Linked DNA regions of Capsicum annuum: region 1 is linked to region 2. A link is a contact called in public Hi-C data. All regions are on one chromosome and are shown on one strand. Each heading gives the region's core, a stretch centred on a gene start, on an enhancer-like site or on the middle of the called end of the contact. The rest is flanking DNA. Distances are from core to core; before and after follow the strand shown.

Region 1 (3,177 bases), core at 413-2,912, 69 kb after region 2:
ACTATTAATTATAGGAATAAAGCAGAAAAATTAATTAATTTTATTTCAATTTAGTAAGTAGTTGATTAATATGAAACATTATTTCCAGTAAGATGATAAATTAAGATAGAATGGAGAAAGTATTTATTATTGGCAGAGGTGGATCCAGGATTCGAACTCTCCGGGTGTCAAGTAAACTTATCGATAAATCAATCGAATTATTGATTCGAACTCTTCGGGTGTCAAGTAAACTTATCGATAAATCAATCGAATTATTGTTCTTTTCGGTTTATAGGCCAATTAACAAATCAATCAATAATGAAAGAACAGTAATAAAATGACCAAACTTAAACTTTTAATAATATTACTAATATCATAATATCCACAATTCATTACAATTGCCCACAACGAGTTTTCATACTCTGAAAACGATCAACGATCAGTTACAAGACAAGAACGAGTGACATTAGCATTACCAGAACTTGACTGAGAATAATTAACCTTCCTGAAAAATTTCTCCATCTAAATTCACAAAAATAGAACACTTTCTCAATTCAAAACCAAGATAATTTGAATATATCAAAGCAGGGAAAATAAAAATGGGGAGGTCAATTAGCACACTAATCTTTGTCCTTCCTTACATTTTTGTATTAAGTGTTAATTTTTTTGGCCAAAATTTAGGAGCACTGGTAATCACCCCAATAATTCAGAAAGTTTGTGATTTATCTAATGTAAGAGATTTTGCTATTATGTTTTGGGAAGTGATCCATCGACATAATTTGCACATCTTAAGTTCGATATAGAAGTTTGAACAATCACTTCAAATGAAAAAAATTCATAATTTAAGCAACTTTGTAGAAAGTGTCTTCATGAGTATAATCTTATGAAACTAATTTTTGTTGATTTGAGAGTTACCTTAATCTTCAAAGGTAAGACTTTTGCGATATTGGCGGCGACGATGAAATCCGACTGTCGGCAGCAGGTAGTGAACCAAAATTCAAAAGTCAAGAAATAGAGATCGTGAAATCGTCGTGATTTGAAAATTGAGAGGAATAGCGATAGAGTTTTTTCAATTTGGGGGAGAGATATTAAATTATTTATTAACAGCTAAAGAAATAAAAAAATAAAAAATAATAATTAATTATATAATTAGGAAACTGTAATTAGCATAAATGTATGCAAAACATAAGTTACACCTAAGTAGTAGGCTTTGCTTAAAAAAAAAAGCTTCACCTTGGGCCATTAAAAACACACCTTACCATTTGCATTAGATATCACTTTGATATTGTGGGTAATATGTTTATTAATTGAATATATCACTATACATATACCTTTTTATCTATAAAGAGAGAGTGAGAGAGAATTTTTATCGAATTTTTTGAATGACGTGCTATTTTCATGGATCTTAATAAATTCATCTCTGATTATTAATAGAAAATAGTGAATATTCAATGAATTTGATGGGGATATCCAAAAACTGAACCAGAACATTACGACTATTTAAAAAAAATGTTAATATTGACTCCTAGGCAAGATCCAACTTAAAATTTGAGTCAAATGGCCAAATCGAGTTAATGGTAACACGTGAGTAGCACGTGATAAGCCTAAATTACTCAGCAAGAAATTAGTTGCTCCACGTGTATATAGATTATTAAAAATGAAAATGATTTAAAGATAGCAAAAGAGAAAAATCTCAAAACCCCCCTCATCACTTCGCCATATTACTAGCTTTTTGAACAACTGAAAACTAATACACGTATATTAATCAATCAAATCAGAAAGTAAAGCAAAGAAAGAAAAAGCGGTGCGCGACTCTTCTTCGTTGTTCTTCTTCGCTATGGGAAACTTGCACAACACTCCAATTTCTCACAATCGCTTCTTTCCTTATATTCAAATTTGCATATAGAAATTCATAATCAGAAGAGGCGATTAGTAGAAAGTAAGGGAAGATGTTGGAAGATCAAGTAGCGTATTTGTTACAGAGATATTTAGGGAACTATGTTAGAGGACTCAATAAAGAAGCTCTTAAGATCAGTGTTTGGCAAGGTTTGTTACTTAATTTAATTCATTACTCAATTGAATTTGCAATTTATTGCTACGGAGTATATATATATATATATTTTTTGTGATGATTTTGTTCAGTAAGTGTTTATATGAGCCTTTTATGTTATTTTACTGCTAATCTGTGTAATACCTCTTTTTAAATGGTACAATTTGTCAATTGTACTGCTTTGCTGTCCTGCATTTACATTATAGGTTGATTGGATGTTAACATGTTTTTTGGGATTGAGCTGCTGTGTTATTCCATAATTGTGTGATGTTAACTTTACCTTTTTAATATGTGTGATGAATTTGTGCAATTTAAGTGTTTATATGAGTTTTTATGTTATTTCTACTGCTAATTTGTGTAGTACTAACTGTTTTTAAATGGTACAATTTGGAATTCGTACTACTTTGCTGTTCTGCATTTACATTACAGGTTGATTGAATGTTAACATGTTTTTGGGATTGAACTTCTGTGTTGTTCCATTGCTTATTAATTGTGTGATGTTAAGTTTACCATTCTCAAAAAAAAAAATAAAAAAAAATTAATTACTTGTGTGATGAATTTGTGCGATTTAAGTGTTTATACGAGTCATAGCTGTTTTGAAATGAAACAATTTGCAATTTGTACTTACTTTGCTGTTGTGCATTTACATTATAGGTTGATTGAATGTTAATATGTTTTTGGGATTGAGCTTCTGTGTTATTCCATTGCTAATTAATTGTGTGATGTTAACTTTACCTTTTTCAAAAAAAAAATAAAAAATTAAATTAATTGTGTGATGAATTTGTGCAATGTGTGTGTTTTTAAATTGGATTTTGTACTACTTTGATGTCCTGCATTCATATCATAGGTTTATTAAAAGTTAAAAATGTTTTTGAAATTGAGCTTTTATGTTATGGTATTACTAATTTGTGTGAGGAATTTGTGCAATGAGTGTTTTTTTAAATTGGAATTTGTACTACTTTTCTTACTTGATGATTTTGATGAGCTTTAATGTTTATTCTATTGCTGATTGTGTGATGAATTTGTGCAATGAGACAATGAGTGTTTTTTAAATTGGAATTTGTACTACTTTGCTATCCTGTTCGTGGCAGTTAACATATGTTTTTTATGGATTAAATATTTGCTTGGTTACTAACACATTGTGGTAT
Region 2 (3,561 bases), core at 898-3,397:
TCTTATAAAATAATTATAAAATTTCAACTAATTATGTATCTTCTTTGATTATCGGGAATTAATTATGTATCTCGACAGACCTAAAATCGAAAAAAGATATCGGGAGCTGATTATGTATGTTTACAAAGGGAAAAATGTATCTCTATTGGATATATCGGAGCTAATTATATATTTCAACAGAACCAAAATCAAATTATTGTATGGAGTTTCAAATTTCACAAAATGAAATTTCAGTATATCATTTTTCAATTTAAAATTTCATGAAATGATTCTTTTATAAAGACATAATTGAAAAGTGACATTAAACACACTATGTCGACTGACTTTTGCATGCAGTAATTCTTTCTCTTTTCAAACACTATGAACTCAAATCACATGACAAAACACCATATTAACTTTATTTGCTCTAATTGCACTCAAATTCCATTAACTAAACGTCAATATAAAATCCAAAGATGAGAACCACGTTAAGTAAAAACAAATGAAAATCATAATAATAATGCAGTGATGAATAATTAACCCCACAAAAACGTACTAAATAGGTGCATGCAAGTGATTAGTGAGACAATCAATTAATTACTTGCCCTACACGTATGCTTTTATCTAATTTTCCCACTTTTTTTAACTCTATGTGACTATAATTGCGTTTTGAAAAATTCGTTCCTCCTTTAATCCGATTATACGAATCATATGATTATACTTAGGTAATGTTTGGTACGACGTACATAACAAATAATTATTCTTTACTTGTAATAAATTTCAATGAATGCTATAAGCAAGACTATAGTAAGGATGAATCAAATTCATAATCTAAAGTGTCGGTTTAGTATTAAAAAAAAAAAAAAAAAAACTTTCATTTATTGAAGAGTGTGTTTGGTGAGGAGAAAATTATTGGTGAAAACATAATTTATATCGTTAGATATTTGACGAGGTACTAATATATGTACTACAATTGTTCCTATATATTAACAAGTCTTTTATGCTTCTAAATTAAATTTTACCTTTTACTCGTGGTCTCGTGTATTGTATTAAATTAAGAGATATTATTTTTTTCTTCCCATATATCTTTATCAGTAAGTAATTACTAGTTATTAAATTTAGATTTTTAAAGCATAATTAATATGAAAAATAAATATTTTTAAAATTAAAAAAGAATGCTAAGTCAATAGAGGACTAGTAAAAGGGAGTATTAATTATCATGATATAATTTAGGGATAATATCCACGAAAATACCTGAACTTTGACCAGATTTTCAGTTGAGCATACTGAACTTTGCGAGGGTCCTATTACCCCCTAGACTTTTTTTTCCGTATTTTAATGCAGATATCTGCCCACTTAGACACGTGTAAATATGAGGTGGCGCGTGTTACACGTGTAAAAACGAATACACGCGCCAGCGTCGAATCTGGGTATAGAGTTTTGAGGGGGGGAATTAAATCCACTTTAAAAAATCCAGAGGGTTATAGAACCCACGCAAAGTTCAGTATGCTCAACTGAAAATCCGGTCAAAATTTAGGTATTTTCGGGAGAATTATCCCTATAATTTAAAGAAATTTATATTTAAACTCATGTCATATATCTATTGATTTTATGTATATACCCGATACATGTAAATTTTTGCCAAGAATATTTTTTTAATTTTCTCATATTCGATTGACCAAACTATTTTTTAAAAATATTTTCTTGGATAACGAGTTCTTAAAATTCAGGATAATAACTAGCTTTTATGTTAAAAAATTAGTTTGTTTTTTTTTTTTGAAAAAACGAGCAAGATTTATAAATGACATTTTATGTTGATTGTCTCATCTACACAATCGAAGCCCAGTCCATATACCCCATATTTCATCATCACTTATTTTTCTCGAAAAACATTTTCCTTAGTACCAATTACACATACTATATTTACCCCTAATATGAAGCTATATGAAAGCAAAGAGGTCCCTCGATATGACATAGCAAATAATATCACCTTGACATAAAATCAAATTATGTAGTACGTAGTATCTTAATGAATTTTCTGGTGTCACAAGCAACGTTCAATTTCTTGTTCTTATATTATTGAGATAAGTGTTCAGTACTCCCTCGAACTATGGTCAAAGTTGCTACGGTATACTCCAACTTTACATTGGTTCTATTATCCCCTGAACTCAATTTTAACGTATTTTTGTCATCCTTTTATGCTGACACGCCACCTTTATTATATGAAAATGGAGTTCACGTCAAAGGCGTCGTCACGTCAGCTAAAAAGGGTGACAAAATAAACTAAAATTGAGTTCAGGTGGTAATAGAATTCCTGTAAAGTTGGAATATATCGTAACAAATTTGGTCATAGTATAAGGGGTACTAGATGTTTTACTCTATATTATTATCATCACATTTGATCAATTGATTTCGATTAGGTGGAAAACTACCATTTCAATCTCTTTCTTAGTTTATATTTTTGCCCCCTGTCAAACTATTAAATAAATAATGACAACCATATTATGTTTTGAGAAAAAGAAGATGAATATAATGATGATATGGATATCTCTTATTAGGACGGTGGTTTTGGTGACTAGCCATATTGTTGTCATGGGGACAACACTTCCAACCAAGAAATTTGCCTTCCTCTCTTTTATTTATTTTTTGGCCAAGTTTCAAACACTTGAAAATGTTGCTCTTAATCACTCATGAAGTGCCACAATATTGAAGTAACTCATCCTTTGTCAATTCCATTGTCATATCACACCATTGGGTTTGTTTGATAAGGGGAAATGGGATAGACAAAGTTATTTATTTCATGTAATTTGTTGTTTGGTTAAATATATTGTTAACCTTTTAAATTTGACATTAACTTTCATTTTGACACATCAATTAGTTACTGTTCATTTTAATCACCTAAATTAATTGACATTTTAACATCTTTTACCGACATAACAAAGTGAGTGTAATACACTCATTGACAACGCGTGTCGAACATATTTAGTCAATTTTTATTTTTTTTTCTTCATCTTTTTCCCCATTTAAAGCCATCTTTGTAATTTCCTAAAACTAAAACTAAAACTTTTTCTTCTTTCACTCTTTTTCCTTCCACCTACTCCACCTTCCACCACCACCACAATTCACTAAAGCACCACCAATAATTTAAAAGAAATTTATAAAAATATGGAAGAAAAAAGTAAAAATGTCATCACACACTAATTTTGAAGAACTTTATGAAAATATGAAAGAATCAACTTGAAAAATTAAAAAATAAAAAAGAGAAGAATTCTATGATCCGTGTCGGAATCTCGTGGGAAAAATATTCTTTCAAAAATCTTCTCTTCCCTAAATCTTTCTCAATCTTTCTCTTAACCCATCATGATTATAAGTGAAATCTTTTACAACAGTAAAAAAGAATTTAAGACACTAGTTTTAAGTGTTTAAAATAAACAATGTCAAGTTGAGGTATCAAAATGTAAGTTTATATCAAATTTAGGGAATTATATGTGTTTGGCATTATTATTTCAATATTTATATGATATAACTAATCTCGTTATTTTATACAAATGATGGGAAGAATTCTTCAAAACTTATTATACT

The links. A called contact is a pair of places that touch in the nucleus more often than the background predicts.
Region 1: a Hi-C map of leaf shows a contact between it and region 2, with 3 times the contacts expected there. The contact joins the promoter of LOC107869044 here to the enhancer-like site in region 2. A contact is called at or near these places in 3 of 5 Hi-C or Micro-C datasets (leaf and placenta).

What each region holds. Positions count from the first base shown.
Region 1 is chr1:14,669,421-14,672,597 of UCD10Xv1.1, forward strand. LOC107869044 reads left to right here and starts at 1,663. Exons shown (of 52, transcript XM_047394316.1): 1 at 1,663-2,025. The coding sequence starts at 1,929.
Region 2 is chr1:14,600,289-14,603,849 of UCD10Xv1.1, forward strand. No RefSeq gene overlaps it. Among protein-coding and RNA genes, the nearest start is that of LOC107869027, 37 kb to the left of the region's middle. Within about 2 kb of position 2,148, at least 3 of the 5 cell types and tissues checked have an H3K27ac peak or open chromatin away from gene starts, as enhancers often do. A contact at or near this core is called in leaf, where this site is marked.